2 separate regions of the Mus musculus genome follow, and region 2 is linked to region 1. Evidence: chromatin contacts called from public HiChIP or PLAC-seq data. All regions are on one chromosome and are shown on one strand. The core of a region is the stretch at or near the end of the contact, and the rest is flanking DNA. Distances in the headings are between cores, read along the strand shown.

Region 1 (4,362 bases), core at 928-3,427:
CACCAGGGCCAAAAAGGGGGAGTGGGTGGGCAGGGGAGTGGGGGTGGGTGGATATGGGGGACTTTTGGTATAGCATTGGAAATGTAAATGAGCTAAATACCTAATAAAAAATGGAAAAAAAAAAAAGAAAAAAGAAAGTGTTTCTGTGGGTTCATCAATGACACAGAAGAACTGGAGATAGGCTAGAACCATTAATATGCTGTAATATATATATATATATATTACATATATATATTACATATATTATATATAAATATAAATTATTAGGTATTTTCCTCATTTACATTTCCAATGCTATACCAAAAGTCCCCATACCCTCCCCCCCACTCCCCTATCCACCCACTCCCACTTTTTGGCCCTGGCATTCCTCTGTACTGGGCATATAAAGTTTGCAAGTCCAGTGGGCCTCTCTTTCCAGTGATGGCCGACTAGGCCATCTTTTGATACATATGCAGCTAGAGTCAAGAGCTCCGGGGTACTGGTTAGTTCATAATGTTGTTCCACCTATAGGGTTGCAGATCCCTTTAGTTCCTTGGGTACTTTCTCTAGCTCCTCCATTGGGGGCCCTGTGATCCATCCAATAGCTGACTGTGAGCATCCACTTCTGTGTTTGCTAGGCCCCGGATATGCTGTATTTTTAAACGTACATAGTTACCAGCTAATGCTATCTTAGACAACTGGTGCTAGAAACACCAACCATCACTTTAAATGGATGGCTATAAATGAGGTAACCGATTATATCTGTTAGTGTACACTAAAATAGTAGAAATGTATATTATTTACTCTGGACAAGACCTTGACTAACTGTTTATTCTGAATCAAGGGCAGCATCCCCTACTATGTTCATACCTTGCATACAAAACAGTTTGGTTCTCCAAAAATCAATAAGTCAAATATTTGACTGATCTGTATGCTCTAATTAAAGAATTCACATCATAAGGTCACAATGTTCTACCTGCTTCTTCAAGATATCCACATTAACAGTCGATATCAGAGACTGGATTTTCCTAGGCTTAAATGTCACTATCTGTTCTCATTGTAAAAGTGACAAAACCATAAATGTGATTCAATAGTGTTTTTACAAAGAAGATGGTAAAATGTGCCTGCTGTGAAAATACCAATAGTTCACCTTGCATGACACTTCTCATTTCAAAGTCTCCACTTTGGAAGGCTGGAAAGGAATGTGCCAGAAGTACAGTGCTCTGCAGAAACCGCTTCCAGAGGGAAACTCGGGCTAGTGGCTCTTCACTTGGGAGGAGAAGCAGTTAAACAGGCTCTTTGTAAAAAGTACGAACTGCCAGCAATAAACACACACCATAATAATCACAAAACTGCTGATACTGAAATCACTGCCTGACTAGCCAGTGTCTCTCCATGAGGCACTTGCCTCAAAACTACCCCACCTCTGCTTCAGGGCTTACAAATACTGTGATAAACCTAGCGTGAAACCCTGAAGTTCAGAATGAAGCAAGTAACCCTGGGAGAAGACTAAGTGCTGTTTCAGACCAGGAGCTTTTACTTTGAATGTACTTGAGGAAAAAAATCCTTTTCACAAAAGCAACCCCGTAATTCTATTGTAATGCTTGTTTTGCAAAGCTAGAGCTCAAACCCAGGAGGTATGATTGCTAGGCAAAGGATTTCCCACTGAGCTATATTCCCAACTATGCCATACACAGTTTTTAGCCAATGTGCCCTATGTGTCTTATTTGGGGTTCTGAGTTCTGAGTTGTGACAAGTATCACAAGAAAATACTTGCTATAAAAAAGAAAAAGAAAATGTACTTACAAGATATTCAAAAGGAATGGTAAAAAAAAAATCAGGACACTTCCAACAAAACCCAGTTCTGAATTAACTCACCTAAATGTCCCAATGCCCCCAGGACGCATACTACTACTTATTTCCTGCTATTCACCCTCGAGGTCACTGCTTCTGAGCAGACTCTACAGTACAAGATTTTTCCTAGGCACTTAGATTCACAGTAACCAAAATAAGAGGTAAAAATCCCAAAAAACATGGTCCCATTGCTAGTGTGCTGGCACAAAGCAGTTAACAACGGGCTGCACAGCTCTAAACAACAAATGCTCACACGCTTTTGGTCTTTCCCTATAACGTTCCCAACTGTAGAGCCGTCTCAGTGATGGGGCACACAGGGTGCATGGGTACAAACAGCAGTAAAGTTACTAACCTCAACTTCCTCACATGAAAAACAAGCTTAACAGTTCCTGAAGTGACAGAGGACAAGCCTAGGGTCACGTCATCCAACTGTCGTCAGGACACCTGCTTCACTGTCTTCCCTCAACAAGCTGGGGCCACCTAACTAATAAACATGGGCTCAACAGGATGCTAACAGTAAAAGCACTGGCCACAGTCCTGGGATTGGCTGGCTGATTCAACTGCAGTCAGAAAATAAACATGCAGGGCACAGGCCCTTCTACACAGGCATCAGACTCCAACCCACCATGACCTAGTGGTAACACCCAGTCTGAATGGAATAACAGGCAGCTCCTGAACCAACAAGCAGAATACGCTTTGCCTGTGACCTGTCCTTACATCCCTTCCACAGGAGTCTCTCTCCCTGAGCAAATTAAGACCCCAAGTTAGCCAACAACCTTTGTTTTCTGGGAACTTGGGAAAATGCAATCATGAATTCCACTCGATAATCTTCCCCTGTTTGGCTCAGTTCCATTCTCGGAGTTTCCACTGGCATAATAGCATCAAGGACCAAGAAACCTAGTGCTAATATATATGCACCTTCAAGGATTCTATTAAAAATTAAATTAATCAACACAAAACAGTACTTAATAATGTACAAGGAATACACTAATTACTCAAAAACTGGAGTTGTGATGGTTTAAAGGTGCTGTGCACAGAGATAGGGCAAAGCAGTGCTTGGCACACCGGGCTCCCTTGTGGTTATTCAGAGTTCAGGAACCTGGTAAGAAAGGAGTTAGTATTATTTTTCTTGTTTCTGGTGTTCTGAAGATCAACAGCCTTTTATCAAGGAGGATAAAACAGTAGTGAGAAAAGACAGCATTGATTCAAAGGTTTTAGGACAAAGCAAAAGTCAAAACCTTAGATCCAAATGGACAGTACTGGAAATGTTGACAGATAAATTATTCTCAAAGACTACCGAACAGCTTTCTTCGTACTCTTAATTTTCAGGAAGATTTCTGCTACATTAAGACTTTTACACTTGCATAGGTTTTGTATTAATCATTTACCTCTTATTCTTTCAAACTGGTCAGAAACCATCCACCACTCTGAAATGTTTTGATTTAGCTTGACAATTGGAAGTCGTCATATCTGTCACCATCCTGAAGATAATGGACATGGAACAGCCATGTGTCGAGCTTTATTCTCACTACCTCACTCAACCATGCCTGTCACTGTCCCTAGTAAGCAGAAGAGACAGCAGTTTGCAGAGCCTGCCTAGCAAGAGTATCCAACACTCAGACACACATGTCCCTGAAGCCAAGTTCTGACCATGCTATCTTTTGCTATGAGCAGCATTTTTTAATCCTTAAACATGAATTCTCCAAGAGTCTCCTCTTACTTCCTAGCCAGTATGCTTTGTGGACTGACTGTGATAGCTTTGGTTTATACAGCATTCCAGAAGCAGCTAACTAACTCAGTGCAGTGGAAGGCACCAGCCAGCACTGACGGCCTCTGAAGCTCCGCAGTATTTTATACACAGACTCTGTTTGGAGGTGCTTGAAGGAACAAGAATTGCCTGTAGTCTTAGGAAAAGTGCACATCCTCAAACCTGTCCAGAGTTGACTGTGATCAATAAAGCCATCGGTCAGCACACTCACTCGCTGGCCAGCATCAAAGGCTTGCTGGCCACCCAGGTAGCTGCCCCTCCTTTCAAAGCTAGATCACCACAAGGCTTTCTCTCCCTTTGCCCTACTTCTCCCCAGTCGTAACTAAACCCTGGGCTTTCCTTCTCTTTCATGCATCATGCCATTCATAAATACAGACTTATATTAGCTGTCTGAGATATGAAGGGCTTGTAGTTTCCTGTCTAATCCCCATACAACAAGGTACATCTTTCTTATCTGTGTCATTAATCAATAAAGGTAGCTGATGAGAGAGTCAATCAATACGATACACCATTCAGTTAAGCTGGAACATTGCTCAGGTAAAATTCAGAATATGAAGTCGTCAGGCTTCATAAAATTGATCTTTATCCCAATAAAACCTGGCTAAAGAGTCATTCTTCATTTTTCATAGGGAAGTCCTAAGAGCAAAGAACACATAGCTTAAAAGCACTTGTAAAATTAATGCTATCACTTTGGTCATAAATCAAACTACAGAGACTTCAGAAGTCACACCTACAAGTCAACTGCAAAGCTCAATCTAAAG
Region 2 (4,411 bases), core at 747-3,246, 91 kb after region 1:
GCCACCTAAGAACACGACCATGTTCCACATGCATCTCCACTTCCCATGCCTTCTTGCCGTACCGGCTCCCTCAGTCCTGACCTCCAACCACTCTTCATGACACCTACTTGGCATCTCTCAAGCCCTTCACTAGCACCACCACTGTTTAGGGGTCCTTGCGGTTCCATCTGACACGACGAAGCCAAGGGTTTCAACCACTAGGAAACATGTGACACTGCTAAGCCTCCTGTGCCCTTCCCCCCCTCTTGCCTTCACTACATTGGACAGTAATAAGTGCTTTCTCCTGCGTTGACAGCTCTTATCTTGCTGCTCTAAGAAAAATGAACAGTGTTTTCCCATCTCCTGATTACTCCAGCAAGAATATTCTGGAACATAAACTCTAAGAGGGCTTGTATTTGTCTCAGTTCATAGCTAGCTCCTTCATTTCTTCTCTCACACACAAAGGATAAGAGGCCTCCAGTTCAGTGGCTGCATCCTTCTCACACCTCGGTCCTGCGCATTATAATATGCCTTCAAATGTCCACACGTCTCCACTCTCCCTCAACTACTCACACCGGAAGCATAGCTCTCTTTCACAGCCGCAAGCCTTTGTAGAGACCATTATCACAGTTTGGAAAAGCCCTTCACTGCTTCTGCTGGGAAATCCCTACTGTCTGCTCATTTCTTCAGAAACCAGACCAAATTCCAACTTCTCTAGGAAACCTTCCTTAAGTAGACTAAGCTAGTTATTCTCACTTTTACACTCCAGGGGCATTAATATTTACTTCTATCAAAGCAGAAAGTAATCTGATGTATGATTTTAACTCTACACGTCTGTCTCCACATAGCAAATACAGTTTCAACATAGACCTTAATTGCATTACTCATTACAAAGTCCCTGCCACCTGGAAGCAGAGTACTCAATGTGCATACTACAGTGAAGAAGTGAATGACAAACCTTCAACAGCAAATCACCAACGGATGTTGAATGGGCTGCTGAACAAAGAGGAACTGCCTTTATTCATCGTGTGATAACTGCACTTCTCAAGGACACAAACATTGGACTTTAAATGCCACTTACATTTAACTCTGTCAAAAGCCAAGTTTTCAAACTCCGTCAACGATATGTTTTCAGTAGGCGGCTGCAGGTAAAACTGAAGGCTGTGAGGGTAACTAGCATTTCTCTGGTCACCCGCCAATCGCAGCTTCTTCCGGATCCTTCCTGAGAACTGCATCTTGACCACCTTTTGAAAGCAGTGAAATAAATTATATAAATATATATTTATATTATATATTATATAAATTATATATATATGTTATATAGTATATATTGCAATATATAGTGCTTAGGTGGCAACGCAATATATATGTTAAAATGACGGAAAAAGGCTGAGTCAATAGAGTAAATATTTATGGAAACACAAAATATTGGATGCACAGACTTTTTTAAAGGGATTATTCCTAGACCCTGCTGTGTTGTCTAGATTTTCTATACACATCTGTAATAACAGGGGCGAATGTGGGAAGGGCTCAAACTGGGGTATATGTAGACGGTGGCCCTTGTAAGCCAAAGAGTGATCACTAAGTGTTGCTGCCTGCCACCCTCAGGCATGTGCGAACCCAAGACAAGATGAGGTTTGAGGGGAGGGGGGTGTTAAATTCCTGAAATCAAGGTAAAGCAAAGTAGATTCTACCTAGATGAGAGGCTTACTTCTCGTACTTCTAACTCTGGAATCCAGCCTTTCCAGAATAGTCAAAAGTGCCTTAACTTCCCTTCCGGCCCCAGCGCCTTCCCGGGCCGCCCTCCCCGCCATCCCACCCGGAGCCTCCCTCCGACCCGACACCACCTGTCACTCGGTCCCACCAGGTCAGCTCACAAGCTTCCAACTCCACGGCTTCTCTCCGTCCCAAATAAAGCCGCAGTAGATTGTTTAACCAGCCAGCAGCCAGGCTGAAAGAAACACCCGCGCTGACAGCCGCTCTCTCCCAGTGGCGGGAGAGTTCATTTGGAACGGGAAGCGGAAGTGATGCGCAGAGGTCCCACCCCCTGGCGCCCCGCCCACCGCGGTGTGGCGCGGTAGCGACTGAAGGTAGTGCGCGTCTGGAGCGTTTTGCACGCCGACCGACTTTTTGATGCTGGTTTTGTTTTTTGTTTTGTTGACGGATGTGAGTTCTTTTGAGACCATGTCTCGCACCGAAGCCCAGGCTAACTTGGAATTGGTGGCGATCCTCCTGCCTCAACCTCCCACAAGTGCTGGGCTTAGGCTGAGCCGCAACACCCGCCCTAAGATATCTTGAATGCAAGTGATGGAGATTTTGTTGGGTTTTTTGTTTTTGTTTTCCAGAACCCCAGGTGCCCTCTCTGCGCGGAGACGCCTTTGGGCTTGGGGCTGCAGTGCAAACGGCAAACATTCCCGCGCTGCAGCCAGAGTCAGGGTAACTGAGGCTCCGGAAGCTTGCGGGCGCTTTACCGGGGGTGGCCTCCCCTCTGTCATTCCAGGAGGTGGGAAGGAGCCGCCGTGTCCGCTTTGCCCACGACACAAGGACTGTCCCTCCTCGTTGTTAGCAACGCTGCCTTCATCTTCCGGACGAGAAAAGAGCTGTAAGAATGACGTCGGTTTGCTCGTCCCCGCGCGATGCTCGCCAGGGAACACGCGAGCGAGCATAGACTTCGGGGAGCGGAGGAACCTGCAGGACTTAGCAAAAAGCGCTCCGGGACCACAGCGAGGCCAGCTAGGTGGCGTCCTAAGAGCCTGGACGGCCGCTGCGGTCTACAGTGTGTTCGAGGCGGCGTGTCCCCCTACAAAAGCCACCCACAAGCTCTGGGATGGGGCTGGGAGTGGTCGGGTTTAGAAATGCATAGTATATCCTAGTACTTTGAAGCCTCAAAGTACCCACCTAAGATAGACTAAATCGGCGGCTGTCCCTTGAAACGGAACCTGTTTATCTGTCAATTTTTATTCTCAAGCCACACAAAACAGACTCTAGTTAATTAGCCCCAATTTACACATAAAAGAACGGTGACTTCCAAAGGATTCCTGACAGGGGACTCCATTCTGCCAACCTCACTGGCCTGATTTCTTTCGTATGACAGTAGGGTACTCACTTCTCCTCTGTGGCCTATATACAATTATCATCACCAAATCCATAGACACTCCTAAAATATATTAACTGCCTTGTGTGTGTGTGTGGGGGGGGGGGGGGGCTGAAGCACAGAAGGAGAGATACCGTGATTAGAATGAGGACACCATGGAAATTTAAGTGAAATCACAAAGAATAAAAAGAAAACAAAACTAAATATCTGAATATATAAAAACATAAAGCTGGGCGTGGTGGCGCACGCCTATAATCCCACCACTTGAGAGGCTGAGGCAGGCGGATTTCTGTGTTCAAGACCAGCCTGGTCTACTGAGTGAGTTCCAGGACAGCTAGGGCTACACAGAGAAACCCTGTCTCGAAAAAAAACAAAAAAAAACAAACAAAACAAAAAAAAAAAAAAAAAAACATTAAATTGTGCAGCTAACAAAACAAAACAAAACAACAACAAAAAAAACATTAAATTGTGCAGCTAAAAAAGTCCCCAGAATTATTTTTCAGTCAGAAAGAGTATGAGTTTATTAGAGAAAATGTTAACAGGAACTGAACAATTAGCTCATAAAAGTATGAAAATGTTTATTACTACTGTCGGCAATGAAATTTTTTCCTTGCAAAATTGGCAAATATTTCACAATAAAAGAGCTCACTGTTGCCACATATGTCGTTCCCTTGAAGTCCCACCCTCATTCCTTATGATCCCCATATGGTGCCATTATTTTCTCCACACTCTGATTATAAAACAAGGTCTCACTATGTAAGCCAGGCTGGTCTGAAATGGCACGTGTAGATCTGGCTGACCTTGAACTGACAAAGAGCTGCTTCTGCCTCACCAGTGCTAGGATTTAAGGCACGTGCCACTGTGCCCGATTTATTTTTATGTTTATAACCCTCTACCACAGACTTTTCCAAACATGAACCACTAAAAAATATTGTCTTCTTTAAAAAAATGCACCTATGAGTCAGCCAATTTTGTAGTTTCAAATGATTTAAGGCTTGTTAAGAATTCCCTGGCTATTTGATTTTAAGCTTTTTTTTTTTTTTTGACAGCCACTTTGATTTCTCTTCATGTACCCCTTTATACTATTAGGGTCCAAGAATTGCTAAAGAGAGACCCTAGACTCAAATGGCATGCAAAGGTGCTTATTCTGCAGAAACTGCCAGCAAACAGCATGGCATGAATGGTCAACCATTCATCCAAATGTCAACGGCTTGAGGGGCTCATAAGCCCCCTTTGATGCAGGGCTAGGGGAATTTTCCAGAAGGGTAAGGTAACCTCTAATGTGATTGATAGGAGTCAAAGCAGTGCCATTAGGACAAGTCTGATTGGCTGCTATAT

What was found. HiChIP or PLAC-seq counts read pairs in DNA pulled down with a chosen protein or histone mark.
Region 2: an H3K27ac HiChIP or PLAC-seq map of double positive thymocytes shows a contact between it and region 1, with 5 read pairs. The contact joins the promoter of Prim2 here to the enhancer-like site in region 1. A contact is called at or near these places in 2 of 39 promoter capture datasets (the C10 cell line and pre-B cells), 2 of 484 Hi-C or Micro-C datasets (the G1E-ER4 cell line and nephron progenitors) and 3 of 115 datasets of contacts at active chromatin or transcription factors (double positive thymocytes, effector CD8 T cells and memory CD8 T cells).

The regions. Positions count from the first base shown.
Region 1 is chr1:33,576,559-33,580,920 of GRCm38.p6, forward strand. The region is part of intron 7 of Prim2 (DNA primase, p58 subunit); the gene reads right to left. Among named protein-coding and RNA genes, the nearest start is that of Prim2, 91 kb to the right of the region's middle. Within about 2 kb of position 2,178, at least 85 of the 459 cell types and tissues checked have an H3K27ac peak or open chromatin away from gene starts, as enhancers often do. A contact at or near this core is called in the G1E-ER4 cell line, double positive thymocytes, effector CD8 T cells and 2 more, where this site is marked.
Region 2 is chr1:33,667,798-33,672,208 of GRCm38.p6, forward strand. Prim2 (DNA primase, p58 subunit) reads right to left here and starts at 1,997. Exons shown (of 14, transcript NM_008922.2): 1 at 1,827-1,997; 2 at 1,061-1,223. The coding sequence starts at 1,214. It overlaps 1700001G17Rik (RIKEN cDNA 1700001G17 gene), which reads left to right and starts at 2,027. Exons shown (of 1, transcript NR_033199.2): 1 at 2,027-2,915.